2 separate regions of the Gossypium hirsutum genome follow, and region 1 is linked to region 2. Evidence: chromatin contacts called from public Hi-C data. All regions are on one chromosome and are shown on one strand. The core of a region is the stretch at or near the end of the contact, and the rest is flanking DNA. Distances in the headings are between cores, read along the strand shown. Region 1 holds the start of LOC107901960 (arogenate dehydratase/prephenate dehydratase 1, chloroplastic). Region 2 has its middle 29 kb from the start of LOC107901959.

The links. A called contact is a pair of places that touch in the nucleus more often than the background predicts.
Region 1: a Hi-C map of hypocotyl shows a contact between it and region 2, with 5 times the contacts expected there. The contact joins the promoter of LOC107901960 here to the enhancer-like site in region 2. A contact is called at or near these places in 15 of 34 Hi-C or Micro-C datasets (anther, callus, cotyledon and 3 more).

Annotation. Positions count from the first base shown.
Region 1 is chrD06:56,766,784-56,772,724 of Gossypium_hirsutum_v2.1, forward strand. It overlaps LOC107901960 (arogenate dehydratase/prephenate dehydratase 1, chloroplastic), which reads left to right and starts at 3,089. Exons shown (of 11, transcript XM_016828155.2): 1 at 3,089-4,044; 2 at 5,159-5,226; 3 at 5,305-5,397; 4 at 5,488-5,688; 5 at 5,874-5,941. The coding sequence starts at 3,774.
Region 2 is chrD06:56,684,616-56,691,154 of Gossypium_hirsutum_v2.1, forward strand. No RefSeq gene overlaps it. Among protein-coding and RNA genes, the nearest start is that of LOC107901959, 29 kb to the left of the region's middle. Within about 2 kb of position 3,661, at least 3 of the 9 cell types and tissues checked have an H3K27ac peak or open chromatin away from gene starts, as enhancers often do. A contact at or near this core is called in hypocotyl and leaf, where this site is marked.

The DNA of each region.
Region 1 (5,941 bases), core at 1,839-4,338, 82 kb after region 2:
GGCCAAAATTACCTCATTTGTCGCCTTGTCCGTCTTTTCACTTGTTGCCTTTGTATTTTTCGTTTGTACCGCCTCCGACAACTCTTCAAGGTTAGTCACCATTTTTTTCAAGACACAAGCCTCTGTGCGATGTCCAAAACAGCCACAAGAAAAACAAATATTATGAAGCTTTTCATATTCAATATTTTGAACGAAATTACCAATTCTAATTGATGGAATCAAAGGCTTGGACAGATAAATTTCAATATAAATTCTTGCAAACTTCCCCCTAGTAGTATAAACTGTATTAGAATCCAATTTGATGCGTCTACCAACAAGCTTCCCGACTTTAACTAGTACTTCTTCATTGAAATATTCCAAAGGTAAACCAAGCAATTGAATCCACACTGCTATGGATGCAACCGTTCCCATAGTCGGGTGAAAGTTCGGCTTCCATTTTTGTATTGTAAGATAATGATCCATAATCTTCCAAGAACCCGCCGTTATCACCGTCAAGAGATCCTCTGCGCTCAAGAATTTAACAACATAAAAATCATGTCCCAAATCAATGCAATCAAACTCCTCATCTAGATTCCACATAGTTGTTAATCGTTATATAAGGGCACTGTATGAGATCGACTTCCCTAACAACTTAATGATTGGAGCGTTTCTCCACGGTTTTCGTAGATTCCGTTTCCACTCTCTATCCACTTCCACCGTTGGAATACTTGTAAACTCATCAGAGAGCTCCTCCATATCTAAATTCGAGTCATCATCATCCTCTTCCACTGAGATGACTCCTTAGAATAAATCATTAGATACCAGTGGCTTCAATAGAGAATCCTTATAAGATCGAGACGGCGGTGTAGAAAAAAGATCTATTGCCTTAATCTTCTTGGTGCTACGTTCCAAGTGATCTTGTTCTTCAATAGAGCGTTCATCCATTTTTTCTAGGGCTTAAATTTGTAACACTTGAAAATATATTAAAGGTTATCAAATTAATTTTTACTTATTTGGTTAAAAATAATTTAATTTAATTCTAATAATATGTTATGTCAAATACTTTTAAAATAAAGCTGAAAAAAAATGAAAATTACAAAGTGTATATCAACCTGGAGATAGAAAACAGATATCGAAAAGCTTAATGAAAAGTAAAAATGAAAAGAATAAGAAAAAATGAAGAAACTAAAATACAAAAGAGATTTTTAAAATTATTAAACCATGAATTTAAAACCCAACCTGGGTCATTCGTCCAGGCTCGAAAATCTACTTAAAAAATAAAAGGGTTTGAACAAAAATATATATAGGTCAAAAAATTGGGCTATGAAAAACAATAATATTCGTTTTCTAAACGGGTCGAGTCTCAGTAAGACTTTTTGGTCTCCGACATGGATCAGCTTAAACTTTGTTGTTGTTGTTTTACTATTATATTACTATTATTTTATTATTATTGTTTGGATATTATATAAGTCTTATTTTATGGTTAATTTTACTATTATTTTAAATCCATTTACTTGCTAAATTAGAAATATATTAGTGTTATTTAATGTATTTCAATTTCAAGTCAAGTTCGAATTTTAGATTTTTGAAGCTAAATGGAACTCAAATCTAAAAATCGACCCAACCTGGTGGTAATCAAGTCTAGTCATCAGAATGTTAAATTGAAAGTGACTCACTCAGCCAACAATGTTACAAAGCTTAGAAGAACTGAAATGGATGTCTGCTGTAAAGGCCCTAGTGCCTCGTTTTGAGTTTGTAGCTTTTTGTTTTAGGTGCCAATCTAGTAATAGTGTATGGTCCATCACCTTACTAAATACAGATAATCCTTTGTTGTACGACATTCACAACTTGATTATGTACTATATTATTGATTTTAATTAATAAATAAGATATATTAAAAAATTGGATAAAAGTATCATAAAAGTTCCTATATCAAGAATTAAATTGTATCTCATTAAAAAAATGAGTAATTTTAAATTAGATTTGATCATGGGCCAGGTCGATGTCAAATTTTATACTCAAGTTTGACTCAAAAAATAGACCTAAAATTTTGCTCAAACTTGACCCAGATAAAAAAATACTAAACCCGAGCCCACCTGGCCTGCCCATATTGAAAATTTTTATATTATTTTTTATATAAAAATAAATTTAAAAAATACAATACATCAAATATACTAAAAACATTAAAATAAATATTTCCCAATAAATTGAAAATACATTAAAAAAATCTTTATACTTAAATAATACTAAGACAGTTACAACTTAGCAAGCAAATGCCTTTAAAATAGTAACAAAATTAACAATAAAATAAGAGTTATACAATTTCCAAACAATAATAACAAAATAGTAGCAATGTAATAACAAAATAGTAGCAAAACAAAGCAAAATGACAACAAACAGCAATAGAAATTTTTTTCTGGATTAAGTCCAGGCAAAAAAATCTTACCTTAGGTCCAACCCATTTCGAAAACGGGTGTTATTTTTTGTCCAAGTTCATTTTTCGGATCTATATTTTTGTCCAAACTCTCCCACTTTTTCGAGCGGGTTTTCAGGTCTAGGCAAATGGCCCGATCCATGATCAAACCTAATTTAAATTAGTTCTTGTAGTTAAATAAAAAAGCAAACTGATCATTTTTATTAAAGAACATATATTTTTACTATTAAAAACTGACTTGACTAATGAAATAACTAAACAATTATACATTGTATGCCACATGCACCTCATGTTGACATATATAAACTAATTTTTTATAATAAAAATAGAGAGATATTTTAAAAAAATGAACCAATTTACTCTAATTTATTTACTTTTGAATAAAAGACCAAAATATAAATTAACTTATAATACAAAAACTTTTTTTTTAGATCAAAAAATATTTTAAATAGAAAATTGAGAGTTCCAGTTCAATTTGACAATTCACCTAAAAAATACTAAAATTTATCGAAACAAGAGAATATGAATTTGAGTTCCTTATCTTTTATTTAAAAGTGAAAATAGGCTACAATTTTATATGAATAAAAAAAAGTACAAGGGATAAGATTTCTTAAAAAAAAAGTCCAAAATTGAGATATTTTATTTAAATAACTTTAGTAACGCCTGAACTGGATTTTGATAACGCTACAGAAAACATTTGGAAGAATATACTATCTAATATTTATTTTCTTCCCCAATACAATTTAATGTTATGTTTAAGTCAGCTCAGCCATTATTGTGAAATTTGGAAGGCCATTTCCAGGTTTCCAAAACCATTCCCTGATTATACGCTGCCTATTCTCCTCTATTTAATATCATATATGGAAGGTTTGGTGGTGATATAGTTGTTCCCAGGACCCAGGTTTCACTCTTGAAGATTGGATTCTCATTGGATTGCTTGGCTTCACCTTTGTTTTTTTTCCTTTCCTTCTTTGACGTCAAACACCCTCTAATCTAAGGAAACGTGTGGCCAACTTTCCTTTCCCAACTACCCTCTTCTTTTTCTAGTCTACCCAAGTTCTTTGAATTACCAGTAACATTTGTTTGATTTCTCAGTTGAAAAGAAGGGGAGAAAAAAATAGTTTGGGCTTTTCTTTTTTGAGTAGTTTTGTGTTATGGGGTCCATTCATACTTAACCTGCATTCTCCTTTCAAGTTGCCTCTCATTCTGTTTCACCAACAACACCGCACCACCAAACTTGATTCTTTTTTTCACTCATTGAGAGGTTGAAGTTTTGGCCTTTTCTTGTTTTTTTGATAGAAAAATAGCAGGACATTGGCATTGTGTGTTATTTGGTTTTTGAGATTTCTTGTATTTTTTGATGGCTTTGAAGTGTGTTCCGATCTTCTTTTGTTCTCAAAAGCCTCAGTCTCTTCTTGAGATACCAGCTTTGGGGTATAGCCGAGGTAGGATTGTGTTGGATTTGAGGCCTATTAGATTGGAATGCTGTGCTTTGGGTGCTTCAGCACAAAGTGCTATTTGTCTTGTTGAAGACGAGAAGCCTGGGGCCAAGACATCTCCCACTGGGAAGATTGATAACGATGGGAACACAATCTCAAGGGGGTTTCACAAGGACTTGAATCTTCTTCCTAGTAATCTAACTCGGTTCTAGTACTTTCAACTAATATTGGGTTTTAATTTTTTTTTTATAATTCTCTTCCTATAATTTAATTGAGTTGTTGAATGAATTTTAGATGTGATGGAAGCTATGCTTTGTTCTATAAATTAGCATTAATGAAATTATAGATGGAAATAATGTTCATTTCATTTTTTATTTTTGATGCAAATATTTTGATTGAGGTTGAAAAGAATCCTAAAATATGTTGAAGGGCAATGTAGATGGGTCCATTTGTTGTTCTAGTGTTTATAGCTAAATGAAAGGTTCTACTTTGAATGAGTTTGAATAAAGGACAGTTGGAACATTCGTTAGGATAAATGATGTTTCATTTGATATGTAGAATTACATTTATGAGGCCAATTATATTCAATGTCAGTTGTTTGAATGTGCTTCAAGGTTATGTAGCTATGTAAAGATAGAAGATGGCTGCTATTGTCTCCTGCTTGGAACTATTTTGGACTATTCGGTCCCATGGAACCGTTGGTTTAGCAAGAAAGTAAATACAAAATGAGATTCCTAGCTTGGCAGTTGAGATTTACTTTGTTGATGGCTTTTGATGCTTATGATCTTTAGTTATGTTTGTTTGAAGCCGGACATAAAAATTTTGCACTGAATCATGCATCGCTTACTTTTACGAACAACATCTTCTGCTAACATGTGTAGTTATGAGTAGGAGGAATATTCTTTTTTGGAACTTTTGAGTATCATGCGTAATGTCAACCCAATGGGATGGGATAGGACTCTCACGTGGATGAACTTGAGTTGTTCAAGGTTTGAATGACTCCCAAATGTACTCACTCCGCATGTGTACGGATAAAGGAGTATAACCGTTACGTGATCTAGGACAGGATTAATTCATACTTGGATACAATGAATATCTTTCCTATTCAGATGTAATTTAATTAGGTTGGACCGTGTACTTGAATGATCTAGTGATTTCATTGATCGTGGACGTGCTCTATAAATTTATTTCCAATTTTCTTGTATTATTCTTTTATAAGGTATTGTGTCTTATCTTTAATAACTTGGACCGTTACAGGGTTTTGGTCAATGCAATTTCTAAGATTGAATATGTAACTGTTTTGTAGAACCGCTGTCCAAAACCGATCTATCTCCATTTCCTGATGATGGTTCAAACTTGCGGGTTGCTTTTCAGGTCTGAAACTTATTTATTCTTTGATGGAATGTCCAACGTGTTTCTTGCTATACTTATGTCGGCTATTACTTATTTTAGGGAATCTCAGGTGCCTATGGCGAGGATGCTGCCCTTAAAGCATACCCTAATTGTGAGACTGTGCCATGTGACCAATTTGAAGCAGCATTCAATGTTCGGATGATAAGTACTTTAGTGGTATTTTTTTACTGCATGAACCTATGCTGAAATTTTCTCGGTTATATTGTTTTGTTCTTTTAACAGGCAGTTGAACTTTGGTTGGTGGATAAGGCAGTTCTCCCCATTGAGAATTCTGTCGGTGGTAGTCTACACCGTAATTATGATTTACTCCTCCGGCATAGGCTACACATCGTGAGGGAGGTACTGTTGGTTGTTAACCATTGCCTCTTGGCATTGCCTGGTGTTGAAAAGCAGGAAGTGAAACGTGTTTTAAGCCATCCCCAGGTTAATTACGTTCATAATCCAATATTGTTTTAGTTTTTTGTTTGTTCCGGAAGTTACCTTATCTTTCAGGATATACTGGTAAAAAATGTATTAGATCACTTAGGAATTTACTTTATCAAATATGCAAACTTCATGTTGAAGTTGGGGATTCAGATTCTTGAAGTCTTAGTGTTGCTCTTTTTCAGGCACTTGCTCAATGTGAGATGGCACTTACCAAAATGGGCATTGTTAGAGTCAGTGCTGATGATTCTGC
Region 2 (6,539 bases), core at 2,411-4,910:
TATTTCAAAATATTATGCCAAAAAAATTCATAATTTTTATAAGTATTATTAAAGATGATATAATAATAAAAGTATGAAGCACCAAATAATAATGAAATATGAGTTTTTTACTGTAATGGAAACAAAAACACAGGAATAAAAAAACATTCGTAATAAATACTATTAAATAAAAGTATCAAACACTTTAACCCAGCATATAAAATAATAATGAAAATTGGATTTTTCTTGGATTGAAAAATGAAATATTAAATAATACCAAAATTAAAATTTTGAATACTTATTTAGTTACTAATTGAATAAAAATACTTTATTAATGAATCTAGTGTTAAATATTAATTCCAATTAATTATAATAATAATAATAATTAAGTGATGATAAATCTAAAATGATAATAATTGGAACCTAATATGAATTTAAAAGTCTAATTAAGTGAACTGTAACCTTAGTAATAAAAAATATTAATAAAATAAATATAAAAAAAATTTTGGTTTAATTCAAAAGTTTAATTTTGCCATCATTTATTATACATTTTGAAAATTTTAAAATTTAATCTTTTTACTTGTTTGAATTTAAAAATTAAAATTAAATTAGTATAATTCTTAGTAGATTTATGTTAAATTTGAATATGGGGCATTCTACTTTTTGAAATTGAAACTATTTCAAAAGTTCAAGGAATAAAAAATTAAGAGATAATTAGGCCTATGTTTCTTCTTCTTCTTTTTACAGTTTTTTAAAACTTTTTTTTGTCTTGAATATTTGAGTTGGGACTAGTTCACTATTGAGGTTAAAAAATGTTATTGAAAATTTATGTGAAAAATAATTTGTAAAAAGTGCATTAGAAAATTTGATAGTGTTTATCATTGCTAACAAAAATGTGTTTTTGAAAATATAAAATGACAATTTTAAATATGATGTTGTAAAATGAAAGATTTAATGAGAGATAAAAATGTAACTTCATGGAGAAATAATTTTTCAAAAACTAAAAATTTTGACTTTTTTTTAGTTCGGATTAAAATTTTAATTTAAAATCAAGGTTTGATTTGAAAAGCTGTTTGTTTACCAAAATTTTTTTTATTTAAACTCAAGTTAAAAAGTGCTTTAATAATAAATAAAGTGTACATCATTTAAAAAATTCCAATTTTGTCACATAAATTAATTTTGATTTATCATATTATTTGGAATTAAATTTTAACTATTTTGTAGAATATGGAAGAATATATATCATTAGAATTTAGGGAAACAGGCCTAGACTAGGCCCAACAATATCAAAATTCTCAAAACTGGAAATGGAAAAAATCCCTCTTCAATACATGCACGTGGGTCTGGCCAGCCCCAATCGCAATCCCATTTCAAAATGATTTCTTATGAACTTAGCCACTAAATTTTGGGTTTATTTAACAAAAACAGGTTACATTTTAGTTAAATATTCAAAAGTTTTCATTTAAGTTATTGGCTTTTAAAATTGATGCTATATGACTTTCTCTATTCATATTACTTGCACCAATCGAAAGCTCTCTTCCCTCTTCTCTTCTATAGTTCACTTTTTTTTTATGAAACAGCTTTAGATGTCACAAATTTACGAACCAAGATTTAAACAACTTTTTTTCCAACTCCGTCATTAATCGTCAGATCAACTTGGATCTAAGGTATGTTCTTCTACTTGTCGATGGGTATTAATCCATTATATCGATCGTCGAATCGTCACTTGGAGCTTGCTGACAGAACTTTAAAAAATAAAAACTTAACGGTTTAGTGGCTTAAACTAAAACTTTGAATAGTTAAGTGACCCAATTATAACTTTTTTTAGTTAAGAGACCAAAATAAAAATTTACCCATAATTTAGTGATGAACGGTGTAATTTACCCTTTCTTATTTCCACTCAAAATTGAATAATGTTATAAATAATATTTATATTTATTTAATTTGAATTGAATTAGATTGGACTTACCAAAGTAACAAAAATATCTTATTCAAAACTTGGTAGAATGGACATTCTATTTATTGTTAGGTATAATCTAGGTAAAAGTATTTTAAAGGTCTTTGTATTAGGAATTGAATTACGGTTTGCCTCTTCTATTAAAAAAATGAGCATATTAGTCTTATACGTTAGATGAAAGAGGAAAGAGTAAATCAATTATTATATTAAAAAAATCATCTATTTTTACTACTAAGTGATGATGTGTCATTATCTGATTGCTTGAATTAGTCCCTCTATGTCAATACAAATAATTACATCAAATTTATAATTTTGTTAAAAAAACTAAAAGATTGGTTAGTCCCAAAAAGTGTATGATTTTCCGGGCAAATAACCAAAAAAGGCCGGCTTTTTTCAAAATTTACCGAAATGGGCCAGTTTTTTAATTATTTACCGGAATGGGCCATTTTCCTCGAAATCGTGTCCACGCCAGCGCGATGTCAGGGTACGCGCAAGAAATCGCGTCCACGTTAGCGCGATTTGCTGATGTGGAAGGAAATCGCTCCCTCTAGGATGCGATTTGCTGACGTGGCATGAACAGTGTGTTTTTAGCTTGGAAAACTTTGAAAGGCCATAACTTTTGGCTTGGTTGTCCGATTGAGACGATTTTTTTTATTTCGAATAAATTTTCGAGATCTACGAGTGGCAAACAGCCGATGGCGGTTTGCCGAAGTTTTCGTCAAAAAAGATCCTTTTTTGCCCCTAAATTTTGATTTTTTCGGTTTAAAATTGAATTTTGAAACATTCAAATCATTATTTTCCTCATTTATTTGAAGTAAACACCGGATCTTTTTTTACAGAATTGTCTTATATCATCCTGTTATAGGTATAAGTCAGCTCATTCCACTTTTGAGAAGTTCCCTAAAATTTTCCATTTTATTCAATTTAGTCCCTAAAACCTAAATAGTCATATTTTCAAATCTAAGCTTCGTTTTTCAATTCAAATTCAAATTCATCCTTCCATAACATTCAAATATTCTTAAATACAAAAATTTTGTGCTAAATTTGAAATAATTACACTTTAGTCCCTATACTCATAACTAACAAATTATACTTTACAAATTAGTCCCTATTCATCTCTAAGCAGTTTTCTAGCGCGTAGATCTCGAAAATTTATTCGAAATCAAAAAAAAAATTGTCTCAATCGGACAACCGAGCCAAAAGTTATGGCCTTTCAAAGTTTTCCAAGCTAAAAACACACTGTTCATGCCACGTCAGCAAATCGCGTCCTAGAGGGCGCGATTTCCTTCCACGTCAGCAAATCGCGCTGACGTGGACGCGATTTTCTGCGCGTACCCTGACATCGCGCTGACGTGGACGCGATTTCACGGAAAATGGCCCATTCCGATAAATAATTAAAAAACCGTCTCATTTCGATAAATTTTGAAAAAAACGGCCTTTTTTGGTTATTTGCCCTGATTTTCCTCCAATTTTCACCTAAACATCTTGGAATGGTACCCTTCTTATGAAAACAAAGAAAGAAAATTGAAGAAAAACCTAATCTCTCAACACGTATGAAGCCATCACCTATATGTAGGTTAGTTGAATGTGATTGTCGGCTTTTCTATTATTTATCAAAGTAATAAAAAATTATTTTGTTTATAATATTTAGATCAATGAACACATTGTTTTCTGTTTTGTGCAGTGCATGAATAGGCCACCAAATTTGTTATTTTCTGCCTTCATTTTCAAGGAAAGTAGGCGGTTCCATTCTCCATTTTCAAGGTTTAGCTGTCATTATCATTCAACTCCAATGCCTAAAATAATTGTTTGAATGATAATTTAGATCCTGAATTTTATTATTTTATTTAAATTTAAATATGTTGGAAAAATATGATTTTTAAAATTTTTTTACGACATATTTTCAATTGATAAATGAGGAATTTTAAATCATAAAATTATGATTTTATATTCTACCCCATAAGATATTTACAACGGATCATACGCTCAAAATTAATACTTAAAGTAAGTTACTTGTGAATTATGTTGAGGAAAATAAAAAAATATTAGTCCCACGTTGATTGTGAATCAAGCGTGGAACTTGTATATATATATAAACCAACTTGGTGATTATTGAATGATTAAACTAATGTTCTCTTTTGTGTGCAAGAGGAGTGCAAGTCCATCGGGGTTGGCGGGTGCACCCGCGTGACATGGGCGACACGACCTTCTAGACCTGCAAAATCTGTTTTAAAAAGACAAATATCTCATCTTGATTTAATTTTATTCAAATTCATTTAAAGACTCATTTAATACAGATTTGTATCTTTATTCATAAAAAATTCCAAAATTCCTCTGAATGCCTATAAAAACTTAAAGAATACTGCAAAATTCTTTAGAGACACAGAACAAAATTCTTTTCTTTTTCTTTCCAAATTTTCAAATGTTTCAGTGATAGAAGAAGGTAAGGTTTGTTCGTTGATCACTGCAGAGGTACTACTGCCACGATTATTTTGTTGTTGCATACTAGGAGACAGATGACCAACGTTTCTCCAAGTACCTTATTTGATTTCTAATTTTTCAAGATCTTATTTATTAAATTATTTTCAGATATGATGTTTTAAATAAATATAATATAAATATTTATTTAATTTATTTTGTTTAGATCTTATGTTTTTACATCAATATAAATATTTGCTTATATTATTTATTCAAATCTTATATTTAATATTTATTTACTAAAGTGTTTTGTATAACAAAATTTACTATTCGTTATGGGTTCGGAATAGATATGAGTATCCGATTCTAAAGTATTCATTATTTTGCTTCTACCATGGCTTAAATCTTAGCCTTGGAGGACTAGTTTAGCTGCTAAAGCTAGAATTTCACGTTGATTATAATATACATAAATTACTAGACAATATATAAAAATAATATAATTTTTTAAAAACAATTATTAATTAATAATTTTAAATATGTTTATTTTTTTATGAGAAAAAATATCTTCTTTAAATATTATTCAATTATTCACTTAAATCTTTTTTTTATCCCTGTATCTAACTAAACAATGATATAAAAATAAAAAAAATTTAAATATGCAATTATTCTTTTCATTATTTGATCAAACTCAATTATTTGAATCAATGTATTTGGATGATTTATGGAATACAAGTTTAAAAATCGCGTTAACATGAAACCAAATTGAATTCCATTTTTTTTCATAAATGATTAATTATAATTATAATTATATAAAATTAAATATTTTATATTTAAAATAATGAAAATAATTTAAAATTTCTTGAAGAAAGTTTAGAAATTTCAAAACAAAAAATTAACATGAAAAAATCAAGAACCAAACCAAATTAAGATGGACGCTTCAAAAAGCCCTAAAAACTCAATCGAAACAAATCGATTTCACCCCTACATGTAACTAACTTTATGGTAAAATATAGTAGATACAATTAACATTATATAATTAAGGTAGATTAGTAATGATCTGTATAACCCTATATAGTATTTACAACTATATTATTATAATGTACATTTTTATATTAATGATATGTAACCTTAAACCCTAAACGTGCAACTAACCTTATGGTATATTATTGTTATACTTATATCACTACCTCAATTTAAACATGGTTGGACCCTCCATTGGGTCACACAAGGCCCAATAAGTGACATAATTGGGTAGAAACCCTCACTTACCTATAAATACCCCAAGTATCAACATAGTAGGGGGATTCCTTTCTGGCTCTCGGTCCTAGAACGAGTGAACCATCCTTATTTAGCACTGTCCCCTCTCCTCTTTCTCCATTTCCATTGATTGCTAAATTGTTAATATATGTCGTTTTTTTTACTTGGCCAAATATGCTGTTTTTTTAAATTTAGGGAAATAGGCTAATTTTAAATAGTGTGTGTAAAAGCGCACCCAACTGGACGCGCTTTCACATACACACTCTTTCTTCAACCATTGATTTTTTAGGGTTTTTCTAAGGTTAGAGGTTTTTTGTTTAGAAACTAGGGTTTATGGTTTATGGTTTTGAGAGTGAAACCGTGAAAGTTTATAGGTAGATTTGAGTGGCTGGGGATGTGATAATGCGTCTAAGAACACATACATTTCATATCTCATGCCGGGATAGGACCATTACTTTAGAAACCCATCCTATGGAAGTTAGGTTTCGGGGTGGCAGTGCTTGATATGGTCACAGGTCGAAGTCTAGGTAGAGGTCCTAGTAGGTGGTCGTGATGTGGTTATAGGTTCGAGTATAATTAGGGACCAGTTGACGGTTGTTATATGGTCATGAATTCAAGCGTTTTGGATACCCATAAATGATGCCTTATATATATATCATATATAATATTAATACCATAATCGTAGGGAAAAACGAAGGGCTTTCTGACATAATTAACGTAGTTTTTTTCTCTATTTTTAGGGAGTCAGTATTTTTAATCTTTCATTCTTATTTGAAGGTTGACATCGAGGTGGACACAAGAGGGCTTTCAAGCAGAGATCAGATGTTCCACTGGAGTAAAGGTCAAACTCGAGTCGATGCGGCAGCAGTTGTAGTTATTAATGGGTTGTTTAATAACAACCGTTGTTGACCCGAAAGGAGCATCACCT